Regions from separate parts of the Cricetulus griseus genome. Here region 2 is linked to region 1. A link is a contact called in public Hi-C data. All regions are on one chromosome and are shown on one strand. The core of a region is the stretch at or near the end of the contact, and the rest is flanking DNA. Distances in the headings are between cores, read along the strand shown. Region 1 overlaps Samd12 (sterile alpha motif domain-containing protein 12). Region 2 holds the start of Ext1 (exostosin glycosyltransferase 1).

Region 1 (4,333 bases), core at 1,016-3,515:
TACTTCAAATTGGAAAGAATAATAAAACACTCTGTAGAACATAATTGAGCAATTTGGTGCAGGGTCAAGAGGTGAGGGGTGTGGAATTCTGCTGAAATCTCAGATGTTCTCAGTGAATCAGAGTCTTCATGGATGAAAAAGATGTTAAACAATGGCTGTCAGGCTTGACTATCTGCCAAATGACGAATCAGTGGCATAGCTGTATTTCCCAACTTGGAGGTTTTGCAAGTCTTTAATGAACTGCAATCCTTACCAGGTGTTTGGTTAAAGCATACTTTAAATAAAGAGTTTGCAAACATTTATGCTCTGCAGAAATCTTCCCATTGTATTCTGAGGGAGAATACAAGAATAATTTTCTCTTAAGACTGGGTCTCTCGTGAAAGGTCACTTTATTTTCAAGAATTGTAAAGAGAAATTACTATGAATTCTTTGTTTCAACTTTTTCCATTAGGAAATTATGTCTGAGCTAAGTGGGGAGGTAGCTGAATGAGAAGAGCTACCAGCCAAAACAGGATGGGCCTGTAGCTCAGATGGTAAAATGTTGGCCAAACATGTATAAATCCCTGGGTTCTACCCCCAAACACTCTATACACTTAGAATTCCAGCACTGGGCAGCTGGAGGAAGGAGGAACAGAAGTTCAAGGTCATTCTTGGCTACATAAAACTGTTGTCTCAAAAAAATATGTTTTAGTGACTACCCGCCTTTTTGAGAGAGAAGGGGGGGATAGCCTTTCAGCATCTGTCTGGGAAGACAGTCTAGTTTATAGTCAGTCCACCTCAACTTCACATACAAGAGAGGCAAGCACATTTAGTAATTGGCCTCTCCTCTTACTTTGGAAAAAGACATCTTCAAGCAGGACTTAACCAGCCCTTTCATTTAGTAATGTTAGGCTAAGTAGTTATTCTGCCAGTGAAAGCAGATTTAGATTAAAAGGTGGGGTTTTCGATGTAGATGAGAAAGATCTCCCAAGACCCACGAAGAAAGGAGGAAAGTAATTCTTTTCATATTTCCCATAATCCTGCACTGTTTATGAGGTGATGTTGGATGGTAGGCAGGTTTGAATAGCTCTAGCTACAGAGAATGTCCCAATTAATAGCACACGCCTAAGGCTCAGCAGCCAGAATTTTCTGGAGCTTATAGGGACACTGACCAGGTCCATCACACTCAGCATATGCAGTGACACCTGGCATTAAAGCTGATCAATTTAGATCCAAGAATGAATAAAGAGAAATTTCTTTTTAAAGAATATTACTAGTGTGTATCATATTGTCTCACACACGGTGGTGTTGTTAGAAGAGGGTAGTGGTTTTAAAAGGTGGGGTCATGGGCAGGATGCCTTGTCCTATCTTTGCTTTCTAGGTCAAGATGAGTGATTGATCTGCCCAGTGCTCCCTGTTATTGTCATCTGGTCTACCCGCAGAGGATCAAAGCAACGGGTCTGCCTGATACTGCACTGGAATCTGCAAAACTGTGGGTCCAAACCACCTTTTTCTCTGTCCATGTTAATTGCCACCAGGTAATTCAGTACCTTGACAGGGAGCTAACCCACAGCCAGCTCTCCTACCTTTAGCTGATGTGACTGCTCCTCCTTGAGGAGCTCCCTGGAACTGCAAGCACCTAATCAGCTATTGTTCTGTACAGGAAGACTGAGTAGTCTTTAGGATAAAGTGGGGAAATAATCCTTCACAAACATTTATTCTAAGGACTATTTCACAAAGATGTTATGAACCACCACACGGCACAACTTTCCATCTAAGATATTTCAATGCTTAATATGTACCCACAAAGAATTAAGATATAAAAGGTAGACATAATTGATCCACTCTACCATGATGGCCAGGCTTCATTTTGTATTCAGACAATTTAAGGAGAAACTACTTTAAAGGGTAAAGATAACCCTGCTTTCAGGTGGTGTGTGTGTGTGTGTGTGTGTGTAAGCTCGAGCACTATGTGTGTGCATGCGCCTACCACACACACACACACACACACACACACACACACACACACACACTTGTGTGCACTATTAGTTGCTTATGTTATAAAAATAACAGAAGACCCTTTTGGACAAAAAGGTTGTACCTAATGTGAAAAAGAAATTAATTGACTAAAGGAGAATTTGCAGATTCTGTTTTTTGTTAAGACGAGCATGCCAGAGAGCTGACTCTTCTTGAGGTTTTGGTAGAACTACATTTCCTTCTAGCCTCCAGTAACCCAACTCTAGGATAAACAGTCTCCATTCCTAAGAATGTTTTAAGGATGAGCTGTCCAATCTGCCCACACATGCCAAACAGCCAAGTCTCCTGGTCACATTCCATGTGCAAAAGTGGCAGCTCACACTGGGATCTGCCAGTCTCTTGGGACACTGGAGAAAGAGATTCCTGTGACTGACAGAGCCCATGGCCTCAAATGGCCCTTCCCCCACAGTACAATCTCAGCATCATTTAACTGTGATGCCGTTCCCCGTTTTCTCTAAAGAGTTTTGGAGACATTTCCTATACCCCAGCTAAGAACAGATATCGGTGGCCAGAGGTAGAAGAGGAGAGCAAGATTTTCTTTGTACTATATTAGGGAAAACTGGAGTTAGATTGCACTAACTCTACAGTTTTGAAGCAGAATCAAAGAGGCAGTTTGCAATGTATATGACTCTTCTAAATCAGTTTGGTGGCATTAAATGTGGGATGTAAAGAAGAACAGAAAACATTCAGCTTCCCAATTATCAACTACATTAATTGTTAGTATTCATTACATTAAAAGATATGGGGAAGTATTTTGACCAGAAGGCACTACCATTTTTTTTTTCCCTGATCAGGGAATGTCACTCAAATTCTATTACAGGATAATCAGTGACACTACCATCCTACTCAGTTGCCTCTAACAGGCCCTTGGGAGTCAGCTGCATTCAAGGAAACCTTTAAACGTGAACAGAATCAAATAGCAATGACTTGGCTTCATCCAAAATAACATAGAGCTTGTTGAGCTAAATGTTACTGCTGCCAAAATCGGAGATTGTAGAGATTGTCTTAGAGGAAAATCAAGCCACTTTCTGGCATATAGTTTCACTCATTAAGGCTTGGCTAACCTGGCCAGTACTACTAAGGACAACTGGAATGATAGAAACAGAGGGAGGCCTCTCAGCCAACATTAACCGGCTTTACTGCTCCAAGTTTGCTCCTCCACCCCCGACAGTAGCATCTACATCCATCTCTATTCTTTCACCGCCCCCCCAATACTCCCAGTATTTGCAGTCATCACTGAGTGCTGTCTGATTATCTAAGACTCAAATTTTATTTTGATGAGTTACTTAATGTGTTTGTATTTTGAATACTTTTCAGAGTGTTCGAATGTTTGAGGAAATATTTAGCAATTTGGCCCATTATTTTGAGGGGGAGGGGGAGTGCTGTGCTTTCTGGATTTAAAAAAAATAGAGCTGTGCAGAATGGGGTTAGTGAAGAAAACTTGGGACTCGAGAGTTCTCCTAGGAAACATTCAGTTCAGAACAGAGTTACATCCTTACACAATGAGCCCTGTTCTCTTTGTTTTCTTCATGTCTCCATTCTACACAATGAGCCCTGTCTCTTTGTCTTCTTCATGTATCTGTTGTACCAAAGCTGGCTCTCTAGTAATAGCTCAGCAAGTGTTTATTGAGTAATTAATGGGCACTAATTTAAAGATAATTGAACAATTAGTAGGTAATGAATGATTTGTAAATTAGCAATTTATAATAAATTACAAATTATTTAGTTAATCAGTAAATAATTAAGCTTCAAAAGAAATAGTTATGAGATATTCAGTAAGTAAACAAATGACCAAAATAAAGAAAAAAAATCCCCTAAAATGAATGGGCCAAAATACTGGATATTTGCAATGAAATGTTATTATTTTCTCATACTGTAAGATATAAGTGGGTACTGAAGCAAAATTAGATAAATTAGTGTGAGTAGTGCAATTCACAGTATCATCTTGCATAATAACCTATTATTAACAATGATTTATTTAATATTCAACTGCTAAATGCCCAATTTAGAATCTTACCGTTTAAACATCTTGAGAGAATTTTCTATTCTAACTGCATTGCTCTGCAGATGAGGAGTCTGAGACTCATTTTGGATGAACACCTGCCCTACAATTCTTGGCAAGAACACAGCTCACCATGCCTTCAGTCAGTTCCTTCTTTTTCTCAGCTCCTACATCTCCAGCATCTACTATGCATTCTTTCTAGTAAGAAGGCCAGTTCCCTTGTGACTTCTGAATTAGTATTTATTAAGGTATTCTTGAAATGCCCATTATTTTAAACTATACTGTTTCAAAAATGGGCCTCTGATCTTCTGAATC
Region 2 (4,333 bases), core at 1,085-3,584, 320 kb before region 1:
TACATACAAATGAATGAATGAATGAATGAATGAATGAATGATGAATACATTCAAAGCCATAGGCCTTAGCCAACTTACACTCTACCTTTATAAATACCAATGCTATGGAGGAAGTAAGAAGCAGTCACAAGTTGGGTAGCTAAAATTTAACTATTGCTCCAGCTAGCAAGAACCTACAGCTTAGGGAAAAAGATGAAAATTTATGCCTGGCAAAGTCCACGAAGAACAGGAACCCATGTTCATGAAGAAAACAAACAGCACAGTAGGGAGTGTCTGTGGACCTGGATAGACTCAGTGTCTCTCCAGACACCCCCACAAACCTTCTCCAGTAACCCCCCCCCCACCCCCCAAGGAAGCGCAGTTTCCAAACTTGGATCAGAACCCCACAATGCACGGAAGACACACTGGTCCTGAATGGTTTTCAAAGTATCACCTACTGGACTGGAGAGAGTACTGGAGAGAGTTTGCCTGAGGAGCTCAGACTCGCTCTCTAAGCCTGAAACCTGGCTGCTTGGTCCCAGGCAAGCAGGAAGCCACAGCTCTGAGGGCTCCTCCTCCTCCTCCTCCTCCTTCTCCTCCACCCCGGCATCCCCCACCCTGGACTCAGGCATCCAGGGCCCAGGGCTGAGCCACCAAGGGCGGCAGCCCCCACTTACTTCTCATACTCCGTGTTGTCTCTGTCACAGCGAGAGTCCTTGTGCTTTTGCCAGTCTTTGCCGTGTTTGCAGGTGGTGAGGAGAAGGACGTCCTCCCCGTTATGGACATGATATAAGGCATTCCTGGTGTCTGACCCTATCCCTGTCAGGTACCTCTTCCCCTTGAATACCAGCATGTACTTCCTGAGAGGAGGGATGGTGTTAAATTTCAAAAAGCCCCTCTCCCCTCCTGTCCTGGGATGATCCTTAGAAAAGAGGGGAATAGAAACATCAAAGTTGGGTCGGAAGTTTTCAGTACTGATGCTGGCTTTGGCCAGCATCGCCTGGCCGATGTCAAACCCCACGTCCTCGGTGTAGTCAGGCCAAGTGCCGGAATATAAATTAAAAATTAAATGATTCCTACCATTGTTCCATAAGTGGAGACTCTGCACTTTGGATCTCAAATTGTGCACATACTGAGGTGATAACTGGTCTCTGTCTAAAGTATCCAGACTCAGGACAAAGAGGCACGCCTGGCTGGGGTCCGAGGTGTAGAACCTGGAGCCCTCGATGGCCGCTAGAATGTTTTGGTAACTTTCGGCGATTTTCTCCCCTTTCTGCTGCGGGTACACGTAGACTTTGAAGCCGTTTTTCTTGCAAAGGGCGAAGTCGAAGCAAGACTCCATGCGGCACTTCTTGCCTTTGTAGACGCTGGAGTTGGCGTCTCGCTTCTGCCGGGGGGAAACGTGCACGCCGGAATCCTCGTTTTCCAACTGATCCCAAGGAAAGAAGGGGTGCAGAGCGTCCGCGAAGCGGGGCCAGAAATGATCCGGACTGGGCTGGTGCAAGCCATTCCGACCACTGTGCTCCTCTCTCCGGCTGTGGCTCCTCGATGCCCTAAACTGCACGCCTCCGAAATAAAACAAAAGGGCGAGACAAGAGCCAGCAGAGAGCAGGATGAAATAGCGTTTTTTGGCCTGCATGTGTCCTGCCTGGGTCAAGAGGATTGGAAATAAACACAAGAATCACCCAAGTTTCCCAATCAACACTTTGAGCTCCAGTCCGCCATCTTCCCGCCTGTAAAGACTCCAAACTCTCCGCTCCCACCTTCTCTGGATGCCTTTCCCCAAGCCGTGGACTGATCCAGCGCATGTGGGCGATTTCTTTAACTTTCTCCCCTCCGGTCTTTCATCTTCGGGCTGCACAATGCACGGGAGGGAGCCGGGCGGGAGGTCTCGCAGCCAGGGCGGGCGGGCGAGCGAGCAGCGGCCGGCGATTTGCTTGCTTGCTTGCTTGCTTGCTTGCATGCAACAAGACGGAGGGAAAGAAAGCGAGCGGCGAAGGAGAGAAGAAGAAGAAAGAAAGAAAGAAAGAAAAAAAAAAAACCAGCCAAAAGCTCCCGATACCCAATCAATGGCAATGACCGAGTGCCTGGCTTGCCTCGCCGCTCCGATTCCTCTCTCGGCGGCGTCAGGAGAACGAGCCCGGGGGGGAGAGAGCAACTCTTCAACTCCTCCTGCACACGCTCCGGTGGCCGAGCACCGCGGTTCCAACAAGTCAGCCCGCCCCGGCTTCAGCCGGCTAGTGCATCTTGCAGCTGGGGCGCCGTAACCTCACGAATCCCTGCATGGCTCTTTCTTTTTTCCCTTCTGCAGCGGCTCGCACACTCACTCCGCCGCTGTTTACTCCTGCGCTCGCCGGCTCGCCCGCCCCCCGCTCGCTCGCTCGCCCGCCGCGGGGCCGGCTCCCCGGGCGCGCGGCGGCCCGGCCGGCTGCACTGCACGAGGCTGCGCCGATCGGCGGAGGAGGCGGCGGCGGCGGTGGTGGCGGCAGCGGCAGCGGCGGCAGCGGTGCGTCCTCCCCGCGGGCAGTGCCGGCCCGGAGCGTGGCTTCGCAGGGCCCCCGCGCTAGCGCTGCCGACCGCCGCGTTCGGTCGCCGAATGTTACCCGGTTCTGAATGTTACACTTACACATTCCATTCCCGACACGACAGCGCTGACCTCATCCATCCACGCAGCCCGCGCTGCCATTGGCCGGGCGTCACGTCCGGGTGGGGCGGGGCTTCCGCTGCGCCCATTCATAACCCCCCGGCGGCGGCGAGCCGGCAGAGGCGCCGGCGCGCGGCCGCGGGACCCCCTGGAGCCTCCGGGCGAGCGGGCGGGCGGGCGCCGGGGCGAGCCGATCTCCCGGGCGTCGCCCATCGCCGGCTGCCATCTGGACCAGGCTGGTCCACACCATCCACCCCCATCCCACCCCCCAAGGCGAGGGCGCAGGGATGGGGACACGCCCGGGCAGCCTGCGGCTCGGGATGCCCGGGGTCCCCACGAGCCGGGGACGCCTCCCCCGCCCGGAGGCTGAGAGGACCTGGTGGAGGATGCCTGAAAATGGAGAAGCCAGGAGGAAGGGGGTGGGGACTTGGTGGAAAGCGAGCGCCGGGCCGGGAGGTTTCTCTCCCGCGTTGACACCCGCTGAGGCCCAGTGTTGGTTTGTTTTGGTTTGTATTTTGTACATTGACACGATCTTCCTGATTCCCCTGTGTCTAACCCACCCGTTCTTGGGTCTTCCCGGCGGAGACACCCATCCTCGACCAGAAAGAGGAATTGTCACAGTCCGGTGGAATCGTTGCACTTCTCCACCCGTGCTTGGGAGCTTGAGAAGACACCTCCTGAGCCTTTCTTTCTGCTCTGTCCCCACTTCGGTCCTGAGTCCCTCCCTTCCACCTGTTCTCTTCACTGGCCCGGAGGGACCTAATGGCTGAAGAGAGACCATTTCACTTTGCCCCCATTTGGGCTGTTATTCTTGGGGTGGTGTTTTTAAGATGTCACCTGCCCTAGCTATAGAAGGGGACCTTTGAAGCAAAAAAAATAATAATTATTATTATTTACAATAAATGTGCCATGATTGTCCCTGGCTTCGGTTGACCTTGCTTCCATTGACGACCCTTCCCCAAGCCTGTCATCCGGGGTGAACTTATTTGGATGATTCTGATAAACCGGTCTTCTAAAGGAAGCGCCAGTGCCCCCAAAGGTGTGCTAAACTCCTGAGCATCACTTGGCCTCAGAGCCTGAGCACCCTTCCCACCCTAGCCTGGGAGCCTGACCAAGCTGGACAAGCAGTTGCCTAGGGCAGCAGAGCTGTTTAGTGATTGTTTATTGTGGGAGTGTCTGAGCTGGGAGCAGACACATCCAGGCCTCCCTCGGGCTATTGAAAACCCCAGCCGGCTGTGTACCCAGGGTACAGTTGTAATAGGGCAGAGTGGAAAGTTTTCGAACATTGTTGTTTCAGATTTTTTTGAATAGAGCAGGGAAGGGTTGTGGGTGGGCTATGACGGGACATTCCTGAAGCTTCTGCCCGTGTTGGACTTACCAAAAATGAGGCAGCTTTTCAAAGTTTATTTTGTCCCTACCACATGATTTAGAGAGGCCAGAAACAAGGGTTCAGTCATCTTCCAAATAGGATGAGAACCGTGCAGGTAAAGGCAGTTATTGGAGTCACATGTGACCCCAGCTCTCTGCGGGACTGCTAAGAACAGTCTTCAAGGTAGAGTTCTTTCTGCTGAGAGCTGGGTACCAAACACCTCCAATCCGTAGAAGGTGGGACTTTCTCTGCATTTGCAGAATGTCTTGCTTTTCTTGCCTAACTATGGTGAATTCCCTCATCCCACAGCACATTGTCAATTACATTCACATAGTGGTTTG

The links. A called contact is a pair of places that touch in the nucleus more often than the background predicts.
Region 2: a Hi-C map of the CHO-K1 cell line shows a contact between it and region 1, with 4 times the contacts expected there. The contact joins the promoter of Ext1 here to the enhancer-like site in region 1. A contact is called at or near these places in 2 of 8 Hi-C or Micro-C datasets (the CHK-Q cell line and the CHO-K1 cell line).

What each region holds. Positions count from the first base shown.
Region 1 is chr10:1,589,158-1,593,490 of CriGri-PICRH-1.0, reverse strand. The region is part of intron 3 of Samd12 (sterile alpha motif domain-containing protein 12); the gene reads right to left. Among named protein-coding and RNA genes, the nearest start is that of Samd12, 210 kb to the right of the region's middle. Within about 2 kb of position 2,265, at least 4 of the 6 cell types and tissues checked have open chromatin away from gene starts, as enhancers often do. A contact at or near this core is called in the CHO-K1 cell line, where this site is marked.
Region 2 is chr10:1,906,884-1,911,216 of CriGri-PICRH-1.0, reverse strand. It overlaps Ext1 (exostosin glycosyltransferase 1), which reads right to left and starts at 2,334. Exons shown (of 11, transcript NM_001246767.1): 1 at 657-2,334. The coding sequence starts at 1,618.